Regions from separate parts of the Hordeum vulgare genome. Here regions 2 and 3 are each linked to region 1. The links are chromatin contacts, called in public Hi-C maps. All regions are on one chromosome and are shown on one strand. Each heading gives the region's core, a stretch centred on a gene start, on an enhancer-like site or on the middle of the called end of the contact. The rest is flanking DNA. Distances are from core to core; before and after follow the strand shown.

What was found. Hi-C and Micro-C count contacts between places; a contact is called where the count stands out from the background.
Region 2: a Hi-C map of seedling shows a contact between it and region 1, with 5 times the contacts expected there. The contact joins the promoter of LOC123403770 here to the promoter of LOC123401753 in region 1. A contact is called at or near these places in 2 of 6 Hi-C or Micro-C datasets (leaf and seedling) and 1 of 1 datasets of contacts at active chromatin or transcription factors (embryo).
Region 3: a contact with region 1 is called in a Hi-C map of seedling, with 3 times the contacts expected there. The contact joins the promoter of LOC123402142 here to the promoter of LOC123401753 in region 1. A contact is called at or near these places in 1 of 6 Hi-C or Micro-C datasets (seedling) and 1 of 1 datasets of contacts at active chromatin or transcription factors (embryo).

The regions. Positions count from the first base shown.
Region 1 is chr6H:350,668,700-350,673,786 of MorexV3_pseudomolecules_assembly, forward strand. It overlaps LOC123401753 (serine/arginine-rich splicing factor RSZ23-like), which reads right to left and starts at 3,122. Exons shown (of 5, transcript XM_045095607.1): 1 at 2,976-3,122; 2 at 2,672-2,778. The coding sequence starts at 2,760.
Region 2 is chr6H:350,326,344-350,331,300 of MorexV3_pseudomolecules_assembly, forward strand. It overlaps LOC123403770 (zinc finger protein CONSTANS-LIKE 3-like), which reads left to right and starts at 3,260. Exons shown (of 2, transcript XM_045097681.1): 1 at 3,260-4,029; 2 at 4,101-4,744. The coding sequence starts at 3,385. The coding sequence ends at 4,433.
Region 3 is chr6H:351,055,931-351,060,432 of MorexV3_pseudomolecules_assembly, forward strand. LOC123402142 reads right to left here and starts at 3,120. Exons shown (of 5, transcript XM_045096025.1): 1 at 2,916-3,120; 2 at 2,000-2,084; 3 at 1,520-1,633; 4 at 527-628; 5 at 76-322. The coding sequence starts at 3,022. The coding sequence ends at 278. It overlaps LOC123402141 (protein TAB2 homolog, chloroplastic), which reads left to right and starts at 3,144. Exons shown (of 3, transcript XM_045096024.1): 1 at 3,144-4,099; 2 at 4,195-4,338. The coding sequence starts at 3,244.

The DNA.
Region 1 (5,087 bases), core at 1,872-4,371:
GAGGCCAAAGGGCATCACCAAGAACTCGAAGTGGCCATAATGGGTGCGACAGGCCGTCTCCGCGACGTCGTCCGGGTGCATCCGCACCTGGTGGTAACCGGAGCGAAGGTCGAGCTTGGTGAAGAAGCAGTCCCCATGTAGCTCGTCCAGGAGTTCCTCGACGACAGGTATTGGAAATTTGTCCTTGGTCGTCTTGATGTTAAGAGCACGGTAGTCAATGCAGAATCACCACAAGCCATCAATCTTGCGAACGAGGAGCACCGGCGCCAAGAACGGCGAGGTGGTAGGCCTTATGATGCCCTGGGCGAGCACGGCCGCGCACTGCCGCTCCAGCTCGTCCTTCGAAGCTGAGGGTAGCGGTACGGTCGCACGGCCACGGGTGGTGTGCCCGGCAGCAGGTGAATGCAATGGTCGTAGGCCCGGACTAGTGGAAGTCCATGTGGCTCGCCGAAGAGGTCACTATGCTGCTGCAACAGGCGATCCAACAGGGGTTGCACGGGGTCAATGGAGGTCGCCATCAGCTGGGGCTGGGGGCTCGCTGGGGCAGCGCCACCCACGCTCTCCCACCGAACGCGGCGACCCATGCTCCAGAATATCATCGTCAGGGCGTTGAAATCCCAAAGAATGGGACCCAAGGTCCGCAAAAAACCAACGACAAGGATGACGTCAAAGCGGCCCAAGTTGATGCCGACGCACTTGACGGCGAAGTGCTCGTCGCCGATGATGAGGGGAACATGTTGGGCAATGCCTTGGCAGTGGAGGCGATCACCGTTTGCCACGGTAATCCGAATCTACTCCCTGTCAGTCGGTTGGAGTGCCAGGCGGGGCATGGTGGACCCCGACAGGAAGTTACGGGTGGAGCATGTATCCAGTAGGGGCTAGGAGGCGCTCGCCATTGATCGTCACCGACAGCAACATCGTCTTCTCCGTCCATATACCGCGAGAGCATGGAGGGCAACCAGGAAGGCGTTCGCCTGAGCGGCCCCCCAGGCGACCTCCGCATAAAGTGGAGCGGCCAAGTTGCCGAGCCCGGCAGCGGTGGCGGCCACCTCAATGTAGTCTGCAGCCTACGGGTAGAAGAGTCGCGGGCAGACATGGCCCAAAACGTAGGGCTCGTCACAGTTGTAGCACAGCCCCTGACGACGGCGCTCGAGTTGCTCGGCCGGTGTGAGCCGACGGAATAGGCGCGCCACGACCGCGACGTTGGGTGCCACAAAGGCCTGGGAAGGACGTGCCATTGCGGGGGGTGGCGGCCGGGGAACCGGGTGAGGGGACCGGGCGGGGTCTGTCCACGCCATCGTATGGGCCGATGGCACTGGAGGGGACGCCGTACGGCATGGCCGGGTGCGACGGCGCGAGCGGCAACAAGTGTGGCTGGCCCGAGGCCGTCGTGTAGACCGGCCCGAGGGACCCAGCGAGCCAAGCCGGCAACGGGGATGGCGACGGGGGAAACCGGACCTGGTGGATGGGCACCCCTGGGCCCGAGGACGCCCCCAAGCCGGCGGCTAGTGACCCATGGGAGTGTGGAGCGACAGGGAAGGATGGCAAAGGCGATGGCGGTGGCTGCTGCTGGGCGCCATGGTGGAGGCGAAAGAGGCTGGCTGCTGCGGCCTGCGGGGCATAGGGTCCCGAGAGGAAGGTGCGGATGCCCGCAACCGCCTGCCCGAGCTCCCGGAGCACAGCCGTCATCTCCTCTGGTGTGAAGGCGAAGGGGGCGGAGCCCGGCGGCATCCCTGCGGCAGATGCGATCGGCCCCGACAAGGCCGACGGTGTGGTGGTGACTGGCAGCAGAAGGGTGGCGGTGGGCTGATTAGTGGACATGATCGCACCCGAGACAGCTAATACCAGATTGATAGGAGCAAGGCTCCTACCAAGACAAGATCTTAGGTTGTAGTGGTCGAAGGAGGGTTGGCGAGGCTGGAGGCACCGGCAACGGCGCTGAGGTCGCGTCGGGAGAAGGAGGCCGTTGGGGCGGCTAGGGTTTTGGAGTCTCGGCAAAAGCCGAGCAATAATGATTGCTACTTCTTAATATCAAAACGAGTCTTTACATGGGTTTATATAATCCCTTAGGTGCTAATAAAAATAACAATAAGTTGGGCCAAGCCCGTAACTGCCTGCGCCATTGGGCTTAACTGCCCGCGCCTTTGGGCCTAACTGCCCGCGCCCGTGGGCCTCCGCCGGCTATAATGCACAACAGTCATAACAGTAAGATACAGAAGATCTGCACATGCATGCCCCGTTGAACTTAAATTAAAAAAATCACAAAATGCAGTGACATAAACTGTTATTATCAGGGAAACTTCACCATATGAACAAAGAAACGGATTGAAAGGAATAGAAGTGACCAAGCAATGCAGCTAAGATATAATTATGCATAAAAGCTTCTATTTATCAAACAGAAAGCTGCATCATGTTCACCAAGAGATAGTCTCAACTCTCAATTTCACACGCATCATGCACTAAAATCAGGCGTACTAAATAGCCAGCATACCGATATACTTGGCTCGTATACTTTTAGCAGACGAGCAAGTCACCAACTGAACATGAAATGTGAAACTACAACTTAGCATGTCTACAGGCAAGCACAGTAGTTATATCACACCGAACTCGTGAAAAGGTATGTACCGTAGTACTAGCTTCAGAACTGTTAAACAAATCACAGGCATCTCACCTCTTGAGAACCCCAAACACGCGGAACTCGTCCTCGATCTCGCGCGCAGTGGCGCGCGGATCCAGATTCCCCACGTAGACGCGAGCCATGACAGGCAGCAGCAGGCCCTGCAAGAGGAAAAACGAAAAAAATCTTTAAGAAATGCTGCCGAATCCAGCACGAAGCAGCTGCTAACATCCACCCGCAGATAAAAAGAGAAACGCCCCAGAAAAATTCTCGCGTTTTGGGAACAGGATGAAGCGCAAAGGCTAGGCACGCGGGCCTGGAACTCGAAGATACCGGGGGGTCTGTGGGGCGTACTTACCTTCGGGGGAGCGCCTCCAAGGGGGGATTGGGGATTGGCGAATCGGGCGGCGAGCGCTTCGGAGGCGAGGAGGGGAGCGGCTCTAGGGTTTAAGTCTGAGCCGCCGCGGGCGGAAGAGAGGGGGGGAGGGTAGGGAGCGAAGGGCTGACGCCTCGGGGCCAGGGGTATTTACGGAATTCTCGTTTATTGGGATGGGATGGGATGGGATGGGGATTGCGGAAGAGGACTCATGAGTTGCCTCGTGGTTTCTACGGTGGCGGATGAGCTGCTGGTTCAAGATCGTCCGGACCACTGTTTGCCCCTCTGGATTGACCCCTGGGGCGTCCTTTTTAGCTACTACTACTTACCTCCGGTCGTAAAATTCGTTGTTTTGATTTTTTGCTGAAAGTTAAGTCGAATCTAACTTTGGTTAAAAAAAATTGGATCTCATCATTTTGCTACCGCTGATGTCCTTGGCGGTAGGGTATAAGAGCAACTCCAACGGACCGATCCAAACGGACGGTAAATTTGTCCACTTTTTGTCCGTTTGGATAGGCCACCCGCGCGGCGTCCGCCTTATTTTAGATTTGGGACGACAGTGCGCCCAACGAGCCGACCCATTTCATGTCCGCAATCAACATATTAAAAAAAAGGTCTGCGGCCGATCATGCCAGCGACCATGTTTCATATGCCAGCACCATGCCAGCGCCGGCATACAATGTTGGTCGGCTCGCGTCTCCCGCGCGCGTTTCCTCGCGCCTCCGGCTTACGAGCCAGCGGCCACCGGTGTGGCGTTGAGGTTGATGGTCGAGGGTGCGGGCGTCGAAGGCGCGACCACGCTCACCTCGGACGAGCACTCCCCCGAGAGGCGGGAGGCCTGCGGGTAGACGTGGAAGACGGGCACCGGGTTGCAAACCGAGGCACCGGGCGAGTCGGGCAGCAGCGTCCGAGGGAAGGCGGATGAGCCGGTGCTCACCGCGGCGGCCACGGCGGCGTTGACGAGGCCGTGTTGGCTAGGGTTTAACCCCAACATGCAGAGCGCCTCCCTCGTTGTCGCCGTGGCGCGGGCGTTGGTGACCTGCTGCTGCGCGGCGGCCGCCGTGATGGCTTCATCCCTCGCGTCCGTCGCGTGCCTCCGGTCCTTCCTCTTGGCCGACTCCTTTGCCCGTTGTTCGGGCGTCAGCACCTTCTTCGGCTTCGGTGCGGCGGCCTTTCGGGAGGCGCGAGGCTTGCCTTTGTCGGACGAGGCGAGGGAGGCGAGGCCAGCGGCGGCGGCGAGGTCGAGGTCGTCGTCCATGGCGGACGTGGGGCGGGAGCGCGCGGGGGCGAGAGAGGTTTTGGGGGGGGATGGGGGAAATGGTGGTGGATGCCACCAACCGGTGGGCCTGGGGAGAGGAGTAGAGGCGCGCGCGCATCCGTCTCGTGTCCGCGCCGACGCAAATCCGGCCCAAAATTGGGTCGGGAATGGGTCGCCACGCGAACGCCAAGCGGACGCGCGTCCGTTTGGGTCGGCGCGTTGGGCCGACTTTGACGCCCAGTCCAAGAATTTTATAAATTCATCACAGCGTCAAATGTGTCTGGATTTTTTACATGTGATTGAAACACAAATTTTCCATGGTGTCCTAATTTTTCAGAATTTTCAGAGTTTCAGCAGTATGGTTTTTGACAGATTGCTACAGACTATTCTGTTTTTGTCAGATTCTATTTTCGTTGCATTGTTTGCTTATCTTGATGAATCTATGAATTGTGTTGGGGGTGCAAGCCATGTGAAAGTTAGAATACAGTACCTATAATGTAGTTATAAAATTTGAATGGGTTTGAAATAGTACTTATAGTACTAATTTGCTTGGTTATACTAACGGATCTCACGAAGGTTTTGTTGAATTTTGTGTGATTGAGGTTTTCAAGTTTTGGGTGTGATGTCGATGGATGAAGGAATAAATAGATGCAAAAGTCAATGCTTGCGGATGCCAAAGGCACCCCAAGGTAATATCTAAGGAGACTCAAGCGTCTAAGCTTGGGGATGCCCTGGAAGACATCCCTCTTTCTTCTAACGACTATCGGTAACACACTTGAGGCTATATTTTTATTCGTCACATGATATGTGTTTTGCTTGGAGCGTCTTATATGAAA
Region 2 (4,957 bases), core at 2,010-4,509, 340 kb before region 1:
CAAAGCACTCCTACGGTATCCGGGAGTTGCACAATCTCACGGTCGAAGGAAGACACTTGACATTAGAAAAGCTTTAGCATACGAACAATACGATCTAGTGCCATGCTTAGGATTGGGTCTTGTCCATCACATCATTCTCCCAATGATGTGATCCCGTTATCAATGACATCTAATGCCCATGATTAGGAAACCATGATCATCTATTGACTAACGAGCTAGCCAACTAGAGGCTTGCTAGGGACACATTGTGATCTATTTATTCACACATGTATTACTGTTTCCTATTAATACAATTATAGCATGAACAATAGACGATTATCATGAACAAGGAAATATGATAATAACCATTTTATTATTGCCTCTAGGGCATATTTCCAACAGAGGCTACTAGGCGACGTAGCGCACGCGGCGGCGGAGCTGCGAGATAGACGCCTCACGGAGGAAGAAAAGAGGAAAACATGAGATGGATCCAGCAATTCTACAGGGTGGATTTGGTCCAATTTGCGGTAGGACCGGGTTGTCGGGTCCGACGTGGCGGGCATGCCCAGGCTCCCCCATATCCGTCCCTTATTTGGGCTGGAAATGGGGGGTGTCAGTCAGCCCGGGCGTTTGAGGCCGGTTTGAGAGGCTCGTCAGGGTCGAATTTTTGTGACCGACCGGACTCTCCGGACGTTTCAGGGGTCGTGTCGTAGGTGCTCTTACAAGACATATTCTACACTATAGCAACAAGAAATTTACAAGATTAAGAAACTATAACACACATAAGGCTAGTATTCATGAGAAAAATGACTGTAAATACATGGAATTTTCTGTTAGGGCAAACTACTAGTAACTATCAGATAAATTTACAAGAGTCATACCGCAACAACATCGAAATTCAGATTTACAAGATTTAAACCATAACAACATCAAAATTTATAAGATTCACAGCTAAAAGAGTCTGCAAAAAATGACCAAGAAATGGGGAGAACATAGGGGCAGGCGAGGGGTCTCGCAGCCGACCACGAAGAGGAGATGGGGAACCGGCAACATAGGAGGAGGGGGTCTAGTGGGAAGCATGCCCGAGCTCATGAAGAGGAGGAGGAGCGGCAACAGATGGGGAGGCCAGCCACCGCGACCATGGGTAGAGGAGATGCGGAGGTCCGATGCTCATTCGATGGCAAAGGAGATGACGAGGGGTTGAGGAGAAGGGCCGAAAGAAGGGATGAGGAAGACGAACGATGACGGGGATGAGGAGGAGGGCCGACAAGAGAGGTTACATGGCCCTACCACCGGGTGCATCCTAGACGCCGTCACCTCTCGTCGCGCGGCTTGTGGATGGCTGCTTCGGTCGAGTGGGGGGAGAAAAGACAGGCTCGAAACATTTTCTCTTACGGGAGGCATGAATACACGTCAAATCGTAGGGGTTAGGCTGTGTATCGTGGGAGGCCTCACCGCGTAGGATTGATTTCGTCGCTATATTCAATGGATTACAGACCGCTATTTCCGTCGACATGCCAAACACTCAAATTGATGGTTTGGGAATACGAAATCCAATTGGGGACCCGAATACACACATCCAAACGCAGCATTAAGAGCAACTCTAACCACGCCCGATCCATTTCGTCCGCGCGTGTCTTTTTGTTTACCGCACACGAACACGGTAGTTCAACGTGTCGATGCAAACCCAAATAATGTCCGCCATATGTCCGCGTCAACCCATTTCAGGTCCAAATTTGGATTGAATTTGCGTCCTCGCGGACACGAATCAGACGCGCCCGCGTCCTCTTTGCGTTCACCGCGGGTCCACCTGTCGGCTACACAACCATCGCCGATAGTCGTACTAAACGCAACCACCTAACTCGAGCCCCGGTGGCAGTGGTTGGAAAGTGTCGGTCGTCGTCCTTTTTAATCAAAGCATGCGGTGGGGCCGGCCTCATCCACTTCTCCTCTCCATCCCCATCTCGCCACACTTGCTCCCCCGCTGGCAACTAGAAACCCTAGCCCTAACGAGCTCCCAATATTGTCCGCCATGGGCTTCTTCGGCAAAGGAAAGGGCAAGCTCACCCCATGCACTAGCTCGTCCCGGACACCGGCGTCACCAAGGGAACGCGGGCGTGTGTACCAGTCCACCAAGCTCGGTGTCACTCGCAGTACACGCAAGTCCTCCCTTACCGAGATATCAACCTCACTCATGGTTGGCATCTCGACCCCCACCGCATCCTTATGCATGCGGTGCCTCGGTCCGCACGCGTGTGAAGGAGGTGTGTCGACGGAGCGAGCTGCTCACCCCCGACGAGCGGCGGCATCCAGCCTACGCGGCCGACTCCCTAAACTGGGAGGTTTGGTTCGTCATGAAGAACCAACAAGAGGGCCTCTATGAAGAACTAGCGGACAAGCGTGCCCGGACCGAGGCGCATATGAAGCTGGAGCACCGTTGGGCGCAGGAGGAGGAGAAGGAGGAGCGTCGGGAGAGGAAGGCGGAGGAGCGAGCCCGACACCCTGCGCCCCAGCCGTCGACGCTGCCGCCGCAAGACGCTGCTCAGGCCCCGGAGGCGGCGTCGTTGGAGCTCATCGATCTTACCGCCCGTGACGACGATGAGGATGACGACGCCTACGACAGCCCATGCGCCGATGGCGACTTTTTTAAAAAATGATTAACTATGTTTAATTAAATTTATATGGACTTGGTCCGATTGTTGAACGGTGTTCTACATGCTAGATTATCGTTGTTTGAGCATTTTTTAAAATCCATGCTTAAAATTTGAATTCATACCGCGTTGGATGGACTAACCGACCCATTTATAAAACCGAACACAAACGTTTGCTCGGCCCACCCAAATAAAAAAAACAAAATGCACATTTGTTGGGTTGGCCCATTAAAATTGCTCTAATGGCTTCAGTTTAATCTATAGCCATAACTAACGGCCTCAGGCCCGTGTGCTGCGTTATCACCGGCTGTGCAGCTGACGTGGACCAAAAAGTTTTTAGGCGGCCGACCTGAAACTGAAACTGAAACTGAAACTTTGGCGCTCAGAATCATGTACGTCGCCGTGGGAGTAGTGTGCAAATGTAAACAGATCCGACTGTGGAAAGGTATGCAGGCGACAGCAATGGCAATTGGCAAGGCGAGGTCGTAAAATACGATTGTTTTTAACTCGAGCTAGCCAAGTTTGGCAAACGAACGAACCCCGTGGCCCCGCGCGACAGCGACCGGGCGCCCGAAGTGTCTCGCGCCCGCGACACCCGAGCGGAGCCCGCGCCCCGGCCCTACCATGTGCTGTCGCTTGGCGCAGACCCCTCAAAATCCACCCGCGACCGCACCCAGCCACCGAGCGAGCACCCAGCAGAAAGAAACGCACCAAATCTTCCACCCCTCAGCGCGAGAGATCTGCAGCGAGCGAGATGAAAGTGGAGGAGCAGACGGTGGTGGGAGGAGGAGGAGCAGGACAAGGAGGAGCGGGGTTCTGGGGGCTGGCCGGACGGCCGTGCGACACGTGCGCCGTGGACGCGGCGCGGCTCTACTGCCGGTTGGACGGCGCCTACCTCTGCGCCGGGTGCGACGCGCGCGCGCACGGCGCCGGCTCGCGCCACGCGCGCGTCTGGCTCTGCGAGGTCTGCGAGCACGCGCCCGCCGCGGTCACCTGCCGCGCCGACGCCGCTGCGCTCTGCGCCACGTGCGACGCCGACATCCACTCCGCCAACCCGCTCGCCAGCCGCCACGAGCGGCTCCCCATCACGCCTTTCTTCGGCGCGCTCGCCGACCCACCCCAGCCCGTCCCCTCCCCGTCCTCCGCCGCTGCGACGCAGGAGGACGCGGAAGACGACGGGAGCAACGAGGCCGAGGCGGCCTCGTGGCTTCTTCCCGAGCCTGGCGACAGCCCCGAGGACAGCGCCGCCACGTTCTTCGCCGACTCGGACGCGTACCTCGATCTGGACTTCGTCCGGTCCATGGACGGGATCAAGGCCATCGGGGTGCCGGTCGCCCCTTCCGAGCTCGACCTCGCCGGCGGCACTCTCTTCTACCCTGAACACTCCATGAACCACAGCGTAAGCCATACCCCGTGTGCTGAAATGGTTTTCTTGCGTGCTGATAAATAACGTCTACTACGGCTTTGCAGATGTCAACGTCCGAGGTAGCGGTGGTTCCGGACGCGCTGTCAGCCGGCGGGGCCCCGGCGCCAGCGCCGTCGGTGGCGGTGGTAGCGAGCAAGGGGAAGGAGCGGGAGGCCCGGCTGATGCGGTACCGGGAGAAGCGCAAGAACCGGCGGTTCCAGAAGACCATCCGCTACGCGTCCCGCAAGGCGTACGCCGAGACGCGGCCGCGCATCAAGGGCCGGTTCGCCAAGCGCACCGCCGAGGACGACGCGCTGGAGCAGGACGGGCCGTTCTCGCCCGCGTCGTCGGCGCACCTGGCATCGGACGGTGACTACGGCGTCGTGCCGTCGTTCTGAGGACTCTGCTATAGTTTTGGCGCGCGCATCCGTCCGAGTGCGCGCGAGTGCGGGGTGGCTGCGACGCGTGCTCCGTGTAACATTGAATAATCTGTACAGTTTTGTTCCATGGGATTAGTACTGTGACCGTGCCGACCTGATGTACTCACTGTTTTCCTTCTCCCGAATCCAGTTTTTGTACCCTGCCTTCGTTCCATGGGAGTAGTATTCAGCAACTGTGACTGTTGAGCATGATCAGGCAGCTAGGATTACATTGTAATTTTCTACTCCCTCCGTTCCTAAATATAAGTCTTTTTAGAGGTTTCACTTAAGGACTATATATTGATGTATATAGACACACTTTATAGTATAGATTCATTCATTATGTTTTGTATGTAGTCTCTTGTGGAATCTCTAAAAAGACTTGTATTTAGAAACGGAGGGAGTTGTTTATTTCCCGATCTTTTCTTTGTATAGTGGATATGGTTGAGATCTTTTCTTTGTATAGCGGATATGGTTGAAATATTTCTGCCCATGTACTCTAT
Region 3 (4,502 bases), core at 1,870-4,369, 390 kb after region 1:
ACTATTTTAGTTATCTAAACACTTTTATATTAGTTTAGAGAGGGGGTACAATTTTTCAGAAGGGGAGACGTTGAATGTCGAGTACATGGAAAAGAATATAAATACAATGTTTGATTCTCAGTCCAGGAAAAATAGCCGAGTAGATCATTTCACGTGCAAATCTAAGCGTTATTGTACATCCAGCTTGGATTAGATATGAAAATTGGTTGGATCCAGCAAGTAAGATCTGGAGCTCTCCTGGTCGACGGAAGTTACAAAATTCTTCCAAGGGTGACAGTTATTGCCCAAATAAACTAGATAAAGCCGCCAGATATCCTGCTAGCTGCAGAAGTGTACAAACACAAGATCACGTATTAGTAGGGTAGAACCATTATTTAACGTTCTGGTAAGTAATTTTGGTGTTTATCGGTGGATGACACATAAGTTAGTTGCAGCATTTCTCTTGAAGAAAACTAGATTTTTTGGTTATTGAATATTACAGTCTATTAATTAAGATGAATTTTCTCTTTATGCTCAACTTATGTACCTGTCCCAAGATACCCTTTCCTGTCCGACCTTCCAATACCAATGCAGCAGTCAATCCTATCACCGCCAATGCGCCGTTAATAGCTTCTGCTTGACGACGTTTCTGCAAAACAGATAACAATGATGTGGTAAAAGAACTAAAAGAAACAAGTAATAGCATATCAAACATAAGATCACGATAAGACACTATATAAATGAAAAAAGAAAATCATACATGCAGCACTGGAGCGTTGCAATTTGCAAGCCTAATTGGGGTCCATGTGAATGTCATTACAATCCACAGTTACCTATTTACTAGTTTAGCTTCCTCCATTTTGTGACACACAGTCACATTTTGGTTGACAGATGAAGTAGACATGAGGAAAGCCATGTTTTGATTCAAGTTGTTTTTTTCCGACAAATGGTGGGTTTTATTGACTCAAAATGAAGCATAAAGGAGATACAAACATAATGAGGACACACCCAACCTCTGCATAACTAGGATGTACACACACAAAGAACCACGCAGCCAAAGAGCAAAGTCATACAAGACCGAAGCTATGCCTAGACGGAGGAAAAGGAAAAGAAAAACTCCAAAGCGATGAAAACAGCGATTGACGAATTACAACAACGACCATATTCACACCAAAATCTCTTGACAAAGGAAACATATTCAAGTTGCTAAGAAATATGTTTGTTAGTTTGCATCCCCTATAGAGGGATTCCTCTCAGGATTTTGGGAGATATTCGTTTCCATCATTTAACAAATTTTTGATCTGAATAGATTATTGCACAAAACTTCTGTTTGTACGGCTAGATAATATGACGGAATACAACTTATGACATGTGGACTGCACTATCCTAGTTTTCTTTTACCAATATCAACTGAAATAATTTCCCATTTCATCATCGCTTATATTCGTCTTAGAAAATATATTTATTCCACAATCATGAATATCTATATTCCTTCGGAGGAGAGATTAATTAGTGGAATTACAAGACAGAAATAATGAACCTTCAGTTTATCTCTGGCACGAATTTCTTGCATTTGTTTCACTGCTAAGCGCTTAGCTTCCAGTGGATCAACCATTATCACTTTCTGACCTGAACTTCCTTTGCCTTGTGGTGCCTGGTTCATTTGATGAGTTCAGCACCTCTTAGCTACCACACAATAATATCAAGAGTAATACAGCTACAACTATAATAAAAAGAAGCTAATTCTTTTTGTCAGGATCCCTGTCAGAGTGTTGCAGAATTTCTAGAGCAAGAAGGCCTCCTGCTTGGGAATTAGGACGGAGGATCATGCTACAATTTATATAGCAGTTGATACCAAAACCAGAATATCATATTCGAACAAATTCAAAAGTATATAATAATGCATTTAGTTAACTATTATCATTTCCATTTTCTATACTATTAATTGACATTGTATAATCTACCAAACTCAGAACACACTCAAACCCCAAAAATAAATGGCCTACAAAGAAAAGCATACATCTGCACTAGCAAGAGCCAGGAAGCTCGTCACATGGCTTCTTCCATACAATGTATGTCCGGATTGCTTGTATTGGATGGTCCATCTACGAATAAGGCGTATAACTGACACATCAGCAAATGGCACCGATTCTAAATTTAAACACATAAAGAAAAATAAGTCATTATTATAACACTGATACAGTTAAGTAATATACACCCACCTTCTCCACACGGATTCATGTTGAAACATAAACTCTCACCAAATCAAAACTTTCGGATGGTTAGTGCTTGGCTGAAGCTAGCGTTCTTAATGAAGACAAACTGTTAAAGAAAGGATGAGAAAGGAATACTGAATGATTGTTTCTAGGTCCAACGCTTCCGATGTATATTTGGTTTGCCACCCAGTGTGTTTCTAACTTGAATTGCAAACCGAATAGTCTAAGGTATGAATACAACATGCTATACAGTTTATTCCATGGTCAGAAGAGGAAAGTGGCTGCCAGCATATCACTCTACAATATTGATAAATTATTTTGATATTACTGAAAATTATTTTGAGCTTGCAGCTTATCTCGGACAGCAAGAGCATTCGCCAAGTAAATACTACTGTAGCAGGCAATCGTACCAAACATTCGCCAAAATGAAGAGCAGTATAAAAAATCGTCTGAAACGCAAGCAGAGCACTTGGAAGATACTACTACAGACTACAGAGAACCATCACAAAACGATTTTCTTGTGGGCTAACCACCGCAACAGCCACAACCTCCATAACTGACTAGGAAAGTGGACGTCGGCGTTAATAAAGCAGCTCACTCCGGCCTTCAGTGAAGCACGAAGCGGGATGGAACATACTGCGCAATCGGCCATGAACTCGAAGCAGAGCAAGAGTGAATCGATGGGATGGACCACACAGAGGGCGAGGGGGAAGAGCATACCCGAACGTGGAGGGAGCCGAGCGCACATGCCCGACCGAGAGCAACGGAGAAGAGGAAGCAGACGCCCGGTGGAGCAGCCGGGGAGAGGGAGAGGGAGAGCACGCCATTCTCGCTGCCCGCGACCGCCTCTCCTGCGCTGCGCTCCTTTTTTTATGGACTCCAGCAGCCGTCCAACTCCACCCTCTAGTTTTTCTTCTCCCCTTCTACTCCTGCGCGTCGTGGTGGTGGTTATCCGAGTCCACATAGTAGGCTTTTCTTTCTTTGGTTGGTCCTACGTGGGCTTAGGCCGGCCCATCACCGAGTCGGCACGAGCGGGATTTGCTTCTCCATGTGTGAACGGAACTCACTCAACAACTGGCGCCGCGACGGACACCACCGTCCACCAACGTTAGCTTTTGTGTGTGGCCGTGGAGGGGCGCGCGCCATGACGACCGCCACTGCCATCGTCGCCGGCCACGGCATCGCCTTCCGCCGGAGCCTCCACCTTCCCAACCCGCCGGGGAAGCCGTCCTTCTCCGTCGCCCGGCCCCACGCGCACTACCGCCTCATAGTTCCTGCCACGCCGTCGCCGAGGCCCTGCCGGTCCATCTCCTCCGAGAGCCCCACGGCCGCTGCGGCGGACACCGCGGCGGACGAGGAGGAGGAGCCAGCCGCGACGAGCGAGGAGGATGATGTGGACCCGCTGGCGGAGGTGTGCTACCTGGACCCGGACGCGGACGCAGAGGGGATCCGGGAGTGGGAGGTGGACTTCTGCTCGCGGCCCATCCTGGACGCCAGGGGCAAGAAAGTGTGGGAGCTGGTGGTGTGCGACGCCACGCTGTCCCTGCAGTTCACCCGCTTCTTCCCCAACACCTCCATCAACAGCGTCACGCTCCGCGACGCGCTCGCCTCCGTCGCCTCCTCCCTCGGCGTGCCGCTCCCGGACCGCGCCCGTTTCTTCCGCTCGCAGATGCAGACCATCATCTCCCGCGCCTGCAACGAGCTCGGGGTCAAGGCCGTCCCCAGCCGCCGCTGCGTCTCCCTGCTGCTGTGGCTCGAGGAGAGGTACGAGACCGTCTACAGCCGCCACCCCGGCTTCCAGAAGGGCACCAAGCCGCTGCTCACGCTCGACAACCCATTTGCCACAAACCTGCCGGACAACCTCTTCGGCGACAAGTGGGCATTCGTGCAGCTCCCCTTCGACGGTCAGTGCCGGATACTACCACATTTGAACATATCTGCGAAATTGTTGCCTTCTGATTGTGTTCAACTTCAAGATGGATGTTGGCCTGTTGTTCAGATGTGAGGGAGGAGGTGGAGTTGCTGGAGAGGAGGTACGCGTTCGGGGCGGGGCTCGATTTGGACCTTCTGGGGTTTGAGCTCGATGAAACCACGCTAGTCCCTGGAGTTGCCGTGGAATCTTCGCGCGCCAAGCCTCTGGCCGGTAAGTTTCTATACTCTACTCCTGAATCCTGATCCTGATTACTGAAACAAAACTACTACTCATACTACTACAACTTGCCGAGATAATTGGTTCGATGTAAGCGTGTGCAAAATTCAGTTGTAAGGTAGCACATGCTAAGTTCAGACTGTAGTTACGCAACGAAA